Linked DNA regions of Rattus norvegicus: region 2 is linked to region 1. Evidence: chromatin contacts called from public Hi-C data. All regions are on one chromosome and are shown on one strand. The core of a region is the stretch at or near the end of the contact, and the rest is flanking DNA. Distances in the headings are between cores, read along the strand shown. Region 1 has its middle 5.1 kb from the start of Spz1. Region 2 overlaps Serinc5 (serine incorporator 5).

The links. A called contact is a pair of places that touch in the nucleus more often than the background predicts.
Region 2: a Hi-C map of liver shows a contact between it and region 1, with 6 times the contacts expected there. The contact joins two enhancer-like sites. A contact is called at or near these places in 2 of 12 Hi-C or Micro-C datasets (kidney and liver).

The regions. Positions count from the first base shown.
Region 1 is chr2:25,536,620-25,540,447 of GRCr8, reverse strand. No RefSeq gene overlaps it. Among named protein-coding and RNA genes, the nearest start is that of Spz1, 5.1 kb to the right of the region's middle. Within about 2 kb of position 1,892, at least 13 of the 93 cell types and tissues checked have an H3K27ac peak or open chromatin away from gene starts, as enhancers often do. A contact at or near this core is called in liver, where this site is marked.
Region 2 is chr2:25,620,164-25,623,891 of GRCr8, reverse strand. The region is part of intron 1 of Serinc5 (serine incorporator 5); the gene reads right to left. Among named protein-coding and RNA genes, the nearest start is that of Serinc5, 40 kb to the right of the region's middle. Within about 2 kb of position 2,286, at least 33 of the 93 cell types and tissues checked have an H3K27ac peak or open chromatin away from gene starts, as enhancers often do. A contact at or near this core is called in liver, where this site is marked.

The DNA.
Region 1 (3,828 bases), core at 643-3,142:
GAGTCAGGAGTAGGGACCCACCCCTGTAATCCAGCACTTAGGAGGCAAATACAAGAGGAACTTGAGTTCAAGATGTAGGGAAGGAGACCTTGTCTCCAGAAACAAATAAAAGAAAATCCTGAATTCACTAGTACCTATTAAATACCAGACACTGCTCAATGCCTTAATAACCAGGCTCACAAATGGAACCATTGGGCAAACTGAGGATGTGGACAAGTGGGCAACCGACCAAGCTGCTCTAACTGACTCTGCTGGTCTAAGAAGCAGCTAAACCAGTCTGGGGCAGGCTATCGGCCACCATCGCTAGTTCTGAGCCGACGTGTCTGGGGTAGCCAGATGTATAGTTTTCTGCTGAGGGGCAGCAGAGAAACCTGCCTTCTGGGCTTACCAGCAAGAAAGTCTTTGAGAAACTTTGTTTAATGCAGGTGGGCAAGAAGGCATGTTCTCACAGCTTGAGGAGTCACATGGAGTCAAAGCATGAACAGTGTTTGCGGTTTCCCTGCAGAAATCCGAGAGCTTGGGTCAGGGTGAATGACTCACGGGGCAGACATTTTGTTATTTAGAGCTTTAGTCACATACAAGTCATAAAGTCTTCTGGTAAGTTATTATTTTGTTTATGTTCCCATGTGTGAGTGGTATACATACAAGTATATGTGCACACGTTTGTATGCACACAGGGGTGCAGAGGAGGCCAATTGGGTGTTGTCCCCTATCATGCTCTGCCTTTGCCCATTTCTTCCGAACCTGGAACTCAAGTTTTACTTAGCTAGTGACTACTGTCAAGCTGAGAATGAGTGGCAAAAAGCCCTTCCTTCCGCAGCACGAAATAAATCTACTTACCAGAAAAGGGCTGCTATAAAAAGACTTAAAAAAAAAGTGCTTCAAGAGAGATAGTGGGCTCATTCTCAGATAGAGATGATAGACAGACAGACAGATATATAGAGATGATAGATTGTCACTGTCACAGAGAGATGGGGACTCTTTTATAATAGTTGGGGGCAGTTCTTGCTTGTATCTCATGTCCCATTTGTGTGTCAGTCCATTTCTAAAGAGGGAAATGGGCATCTCACTCTTTGTTACATAGTTCATTAAAATTTGTATTATATTTTCCTTAGTGTGTATGTGTGTGTGTGTGTGTGTGTGTGTGTGTGTGTGTGTGTGTGTGGTGTGTGGTGTGTCTGTCTGTCTGTCTGTGGCATGTGGAAGAGAAGACAACTATCCCAGTCCGTTCGGCCTCCCACCACGTGAGTCCTACCTAGTCTGTCAGTAAGTGCCCGTATGCATGGATCATCACGCTCACCCAAGCAGTAGTTTATAGCAATGGTGAGCTATTCTTGAGATTAGCCATTTCTGGTGGGGAGTGGGGAAGCTACATGAATCATGAGGAGTTTGGCTTTGAATATTTGATTAAGACATCACAAGTCTCTGGGCCAGACTCCAAGAGCTCAAAGTCTGCTGATAAGGTGTGAGGGCTTTGCTTTTATTTTGGCTTTTTTAACTCTGCAAATACCGACTTGTTGCTCCCAAAGGAAGTTGCTCCCTACTCTAGGGAAGTTTCTCAGCAGTTTCTACTCTGGACTTTGTTCTGCTACAGAACTTCTGTCTGTATTCTACAGGTTCGTTTGGCAACAGGCACGTAAGAGGAGCCAGTCCCAGCAATGCCAAAGCTGCTGTCCCTGCAGAACAGTGGTGTGTAAAACACTGCTGCAGCCTCCTGCCCATAGAACCTGCCTCCCCAGACTTCCATCACAACTCTGTCAAGTCCTTGAGAACTGACATTCCTGAGCCCTAAAAGCTGTGCCTGAACACGTCTCAGATTCCACAACAGTCCGTCTCCACAACGGTCCGTCTCCACAGCAGTCCGTCTCGGACTCCTTCAGCCAATGACAGTGTCTTCGGTCTATATCGCCACCTGGTGGTAAAAACACCTGTTGAGGAGAAGGTTCGGACCTGCTCAGCTACATCTATTCGCTTTTTTAAATAAAAATTTCGATTTTAGAAAAACTTACTACGAGATGGCTATATACAAATATGGGATTACATTCGAGAGTTACAACGTAAGTCAAGATGTTAAAACGACACCTTGCAGGGGCTTGCGAGACCAGTCAGTAGTTAAGCATACACGCTGCTCTTGCCAAGAACCCAAGTTTGGATCCCAGTTAGATATTCCACCCCCGTGGCAATGTTTAATCCCATCTATACACCACCTATAATTCCAATTCCAGGGGGTCGATGCCCTGTTCAAGTGCTCAAGTACACCAGGCCCCCCTTTAAAAAAGAAAACAAACATCGCACAGCGTCCCTTACAAACCTAAGATTCTAACCACACGTTGGCGTCTTAACCACATTGGTAGTCATCAGTAAGATACCGATTTCTTTTCTATTCTTTTCTTTTCTTTTCTTTTTTTTTTTTTGGGTTCTTTTTTTTTCGGAGCTGGGGACCGAACCCAGGGCCTTGTGCTTCCTAGGTAAGTGCTCTACCACTGAGCTAAATCCCTAGCTCCAAGATACCGATTTCTTAAACTATTGGGAGGGCTAGAGAGATGGCCTGTGGCCTAGGAGCACTTGTAGAGGGCTCAGGTTTGGTACCCCACACCCATATGATAGTTCAAATTCCAGGAGATCTGATGCCCTCTTCAAGATCTGAGGGTACCAGGCATGTCCATGACACACACACACATACTTACATACAAAAATGTACACACATAAAATAAACTATAAAACAACTGCCCAAACAAGTTTTATTTTACCAAACTTTCTCTGCCATATTCAAATTATCCCTAGGTATTTGAACAAGGACATAAGTAATAGTAGTGTGTGTGTGTATGTGTGTGTGTGTTTGTGTGTGTGTGTTTGTGTGTGTGTTTGTGTGTGTGTTTGTGTGTGTGTGTGTTTGTGTGTGTGTTTGTGTGTGTGTGTGTTTGTGTGTGTGTTTGTGTGTGTGTTTGTGTGTGTGTGTGTGTTTGTGTGTGTGTGTTTGTGTGTGTGTTTGTGTGTGTGTTTGTGTGTGTGTTTGTGTGTGTTTGTGTTTGTGTGTGTGTGTTTGTGTGTGTGTTTGTGTGTGTGTGTTTGTGTGTGTGTGTTTGTGTGTGTGTTTGTGTGTGTGTGTTTGTGTGTGTGTTTGTGTGTGTGTTTGTGTGTGTGTGTTTGTGTGTGTGTTTGTGTGTGTGTGTTTGTGTGTGTGTGTTTGTGTGTGTGTGTTTGTGTGTGTGTGTTTGTGTGTGTGTTTGTGTGTGTGTGTTTGTGTGTGTGTTTGTGTGTGTGTGTTTGTGTGTGTGTGTTTGTGTGTGTGTTTGTGTGTGTGTTTGTGTGTGTGTGTGTGTGTTTGTGTATGTGTGTTTGTGTGTGTGTGTTTGTGTGTGTGTGTTTGTGTGTGTGTGTGTTTGTGTGTGTGTGTTTGTGTGTGTGTTTGTGTGTGTGTGTTTGTGTGTGTGTTTGTGTGTGTGTTTGTGTGTGTGTTTGTGTGTGTGTGTTTGTGTGTGTGTTTGTGTGTGTGTGTGTGTTTGTGTGTGTGTGTTTGTGTGTGTGTTTGTGTGTGTGTGTTTGTGTGTGTGTGTTTGTGTGTGTGTGTTTGTGTGTGTGTGTTTGTGTGTGTGTTTGTGTGTGTGTGTTTGTGTGTGTGTGTGAGTGTGTGTGTTTGTGTGTGTGTGTGTTTGTGTGTGTGTTTGTGTGTGTGTGTTTGTGTGTGTGTGTTTGTGTGTGTGTGTGTGTGTGTGTGTGTGTGTTGGGGTGGTGGTAGTGTGTCGTATGATGCTGTGAACTTGTATACAGGATATGTGGGCATATGAATTCATATACCTTGAGGATATGCGAAGGCCCTGTCCCCTC
Region 2 (3,728 bases), core at 1,037-3,536, 83 kb before region 1:
AAGTGTGCCAGGAACCATGAGCTAGGCCTGAGGGTGGCTTCGGGTACTTCTATTAAGTCAAACACCCTCATGACCTGGAAGTGTGAACTGGAAATATCCTTCAGGAAGCCTGCAAGTGTCACTGAGTAAGCAAACACACAGAAAGGTAGACACATACAAGAGTCCAAAGGCCTAACTGCCAGGTTCTGAAGCTCACGGCAGATAACAATGAAACAGGCTAGGAGTGGGTGAAAGCAGCAGTCGGGAGTGGTGATGGTCCCTGAGGGGAAAACTAAACTCTGAAGCTTGGGTGCTGGAATGTTCACGTTCACACAGGTTTCCATCCTGGGTCCTTTTCTAATAACGCATGGGATGACATTCACAAACAATCAAAAGGACGTGGTTAAAGGGTTTTTTATTATGGGAGTGGAAGGAGAAGTGCAAAGCTCTATTGTAGAAAACAGAGTTCTGGAAGGACGGGCAGCCAGAGAGGTTCTGTGTGCTGCTGTATGGGAGGGGGTGCTGAACTGCTTGTCTATGGGCTCTTAATATGACTTATGGCTGAATCTGGGAGGAGACTGGGGCCATTTTTATTAAGTCTGGTTAATTCTCTGGGCATGGAGAAGTAAGTCAACAGAGACCCACATGCTCTACACACTTCCACTGGTCCAAGCAGGGCGATGCTCATGCAAGCTCACGAGTTGCCTAATTTTGGTGCAGTCTTCTGTGCATCTGATGTGTTGCTGTTGCCACTGCCTACTGGCCATTAGCCCTGGTCAGCACTGCTACCATCTGACTTCGTGAGGCCTGCTAACAGCCAATTAGACTATTCTCAAATTCACACAACCAGCTAGTACTTTACCATAGGCCTTTTTCTTTTACTGTCTCTGGACAAGTTTATTCTTATCATAGTTTACCAAGATATACTTTCTCTTGGTTACCTCACGTTTAACTCCTTTTCTACAGGTTAGTCTCAGATATTCTTTTTGAAATATGCAGAACACAACAGGTGAAAAGGAATAGATTTATTTAAAACAAAATAAACCCGTCCTTGCTTAGAATTTAGTCTACTGTAACTACCAGAAAAAGGAATGTATTAAAAAAAACAAAAAACAATAGTGTCTTCTGTGTATCTTCTGTGGGACTGCAGCCAGCGGAGCCGCACTGGCTCAAAGCCGTCTTTCTTATCTGCTCTGTCACCTCATACCCAGCAGCAAGCCCTTTCTTTTTCCTGGATCTTGCCATTTCAACCCTACATTCCTTTTAATAGTGACCTTTGGTTTTCTACCATAACAGAAAGGAGTTGTATACTCCAGATCTGAAAAGTGAAGGCCAGAATTTTAACTGGGCAGCCCTAGGTCCTGAAATTCTAGGCTGCTGAATCAGTGCTTCGCAGCTCACCTTCTCCCCCACCCCCCACATGCGTGTGTATACACACACACACACACACACACACACACACACACACACACACACAGTGTAGAAACATCAGGGCTCATCCACTGCCTGAGGACAGGGAGAGGCACCCACTCTGGTGCCAGGTGTGCACAGACACTGAAATGTCTATCTCTGAAATACTGAAATGGGATTACAGGAGTCCTTCTGCGGAGACAGTGTGTACACGTAGTGTGTACACGTGACAGGAGGTGGTGTGCAGGGAACCTTGTATTCTACCCTGAGGACTCTGCACTTACACACTATTATTGGTCCACTGGTTCTGGGTTAACTTTCCAGGCCAGGAGTACCTGTGGAGATGCAGGGCTTAACTCCAGCAGACACTGCCAGACCCTTGCCAGTAGTCCAAGAATTACCTGAGCCCAGATAGCCAGAAAGATGAGGGGAAGTGTGAATGGCAGGCACCACAAATCTTAGGATGTGGTTAGGAGATGGTTAGAGCTGGTTTCACTGGGGTGTTATCCTGTCACTTTCTCAGACTGCCAGGCATTAACTACAGTAGTTTAAAGAGTTACCGTCATTTCTGCTCTCTGTCATGTGTAACAAAGTACCCAAGCTCAGGTATACACTTAAAGCTATAGTTAGTCCTCCGGTCACGGCTGTGGCTTGGAGACTCACAGAACGACTGTGCCAAAGGGAACGCAACACAAATCCACGCATCAGGAAACTGACTGGTTTGGCAGCTTACTGTGGATTTATTCCACACAAACAAAGCTTATGTAATGTATATTATTAGCTAACATCTACCAAAAGTGTACCCTCTGCAGGGGACGATGATTAAACACTGTCATCTCTGTGTTAAGACGAGACCGGGCTCAGAGAAATGATGCAAGCTAAGGGGACAGAGCTGGTGAGGACAGAGCCAGGATTTCATCTGCTGAACTCTGCTCTAATTCCTGCTCGCATTAGAATTAACAGAACACATCACATTGGCCAAACTTTGGTTTCCTCTAAAAAGGAGACTGGCTGAGTTGGGAGGAGTAAGCAAAGGAAGAAGCAATTTTTCTTTTCTTTACACAGTAAGGGGCCATCAAGTCGCCTTCCTTCTCTGCCCTGTATTCCATGGCTTATGTGGTTTCTAGGACTTCTAACTGCAGGGGACCTGGAAGTCTTCTCTGAGCCTTCTGCCAAGCAGATCAATGACCCAGGCACCAAACCTCATCGCCAAATCCTGCTCTGGACTAAAATTCCAGTTCCCACCCAGCTCTACAGAAACAACCGGGCCATTCACTCGCTTAGCCAGTGTTTGCTGGATGCGCGTTTACTGAGGGCAGCATTTGCTCCTGGGAACGTAGCAGTGCACACCGAACCTCATTTCCATCACTGAGCAAGGAGAAAGGATACTTGTAAGAATTACATTATTTAATAAGAAAAGAGATAGCAGGTACATAGGGGGCTCATGTCCGCAATCTCAACACTTGAACGACCATGAGGCAAGAGAATTAGACTGAGTATGGGCTACTAGAATCTGTCTCAAAAAAAATTAAAAAATAAAAATAAAATAAAATAAAAGAGGAGTAACAATGAAAGAAAAGTTAACTTAGGCGGAAGGTTCAATGAATTATTCAATGAACTATTGATCAACTGGTCACTTGAATGTCAGTAGATTCACATTTAGACTATACCTACTGCAGTGATTATCCCGGTTACACAGAAAGACTCCCTGTGCTCACAGAAAGCAATCTATGGTGCGCTAACCAAAAGCAGCTAATAACATAAGAGCACAGAGTAGACAAAACGAGATAAAAGCAGAGAGACATAGACCAGCTGTAACACATGCAACCCAGAAGGTGTATCCCTGTGCCCACAGCCCTGAAGAAATACAGGCTTTGGAGTCATTATATTGCTCTGTATGTTTTGAACATACGACAACAACAAGTGCCACAGGTGTCTACCTCATAATTAGAAAACCACTGCCTCAAGCTTCTGTTGGGGAGGAAAACAAACAGTGTTCTTGCTCCATCCTGAAGGTGGGAAGCACTCAATCATTTGCTAAAGCAATCAGAAAGCTAATAAAAGAACTTTACTTCAGCCAAAAGACTGATGGAAGACCACGAGGTAACTGAGGCACCAGAAAAATAAGATGTCTACTGCTCCCTTAAAAATGGTGAAGATGGTAAAATTCTGTTACCTATTTTTACCACGAAAATGAAACCATTAGGATGCCAAGTTGAATAAGTAGACAGACAGACAGACAGACAGACAGACAGACAGACAGACAGACAGAGGTGGTACTCTGTTACCCTGGTAATGTTTTTTGTTTAACCAGTATAAATAATTAAACCTCTACTTGG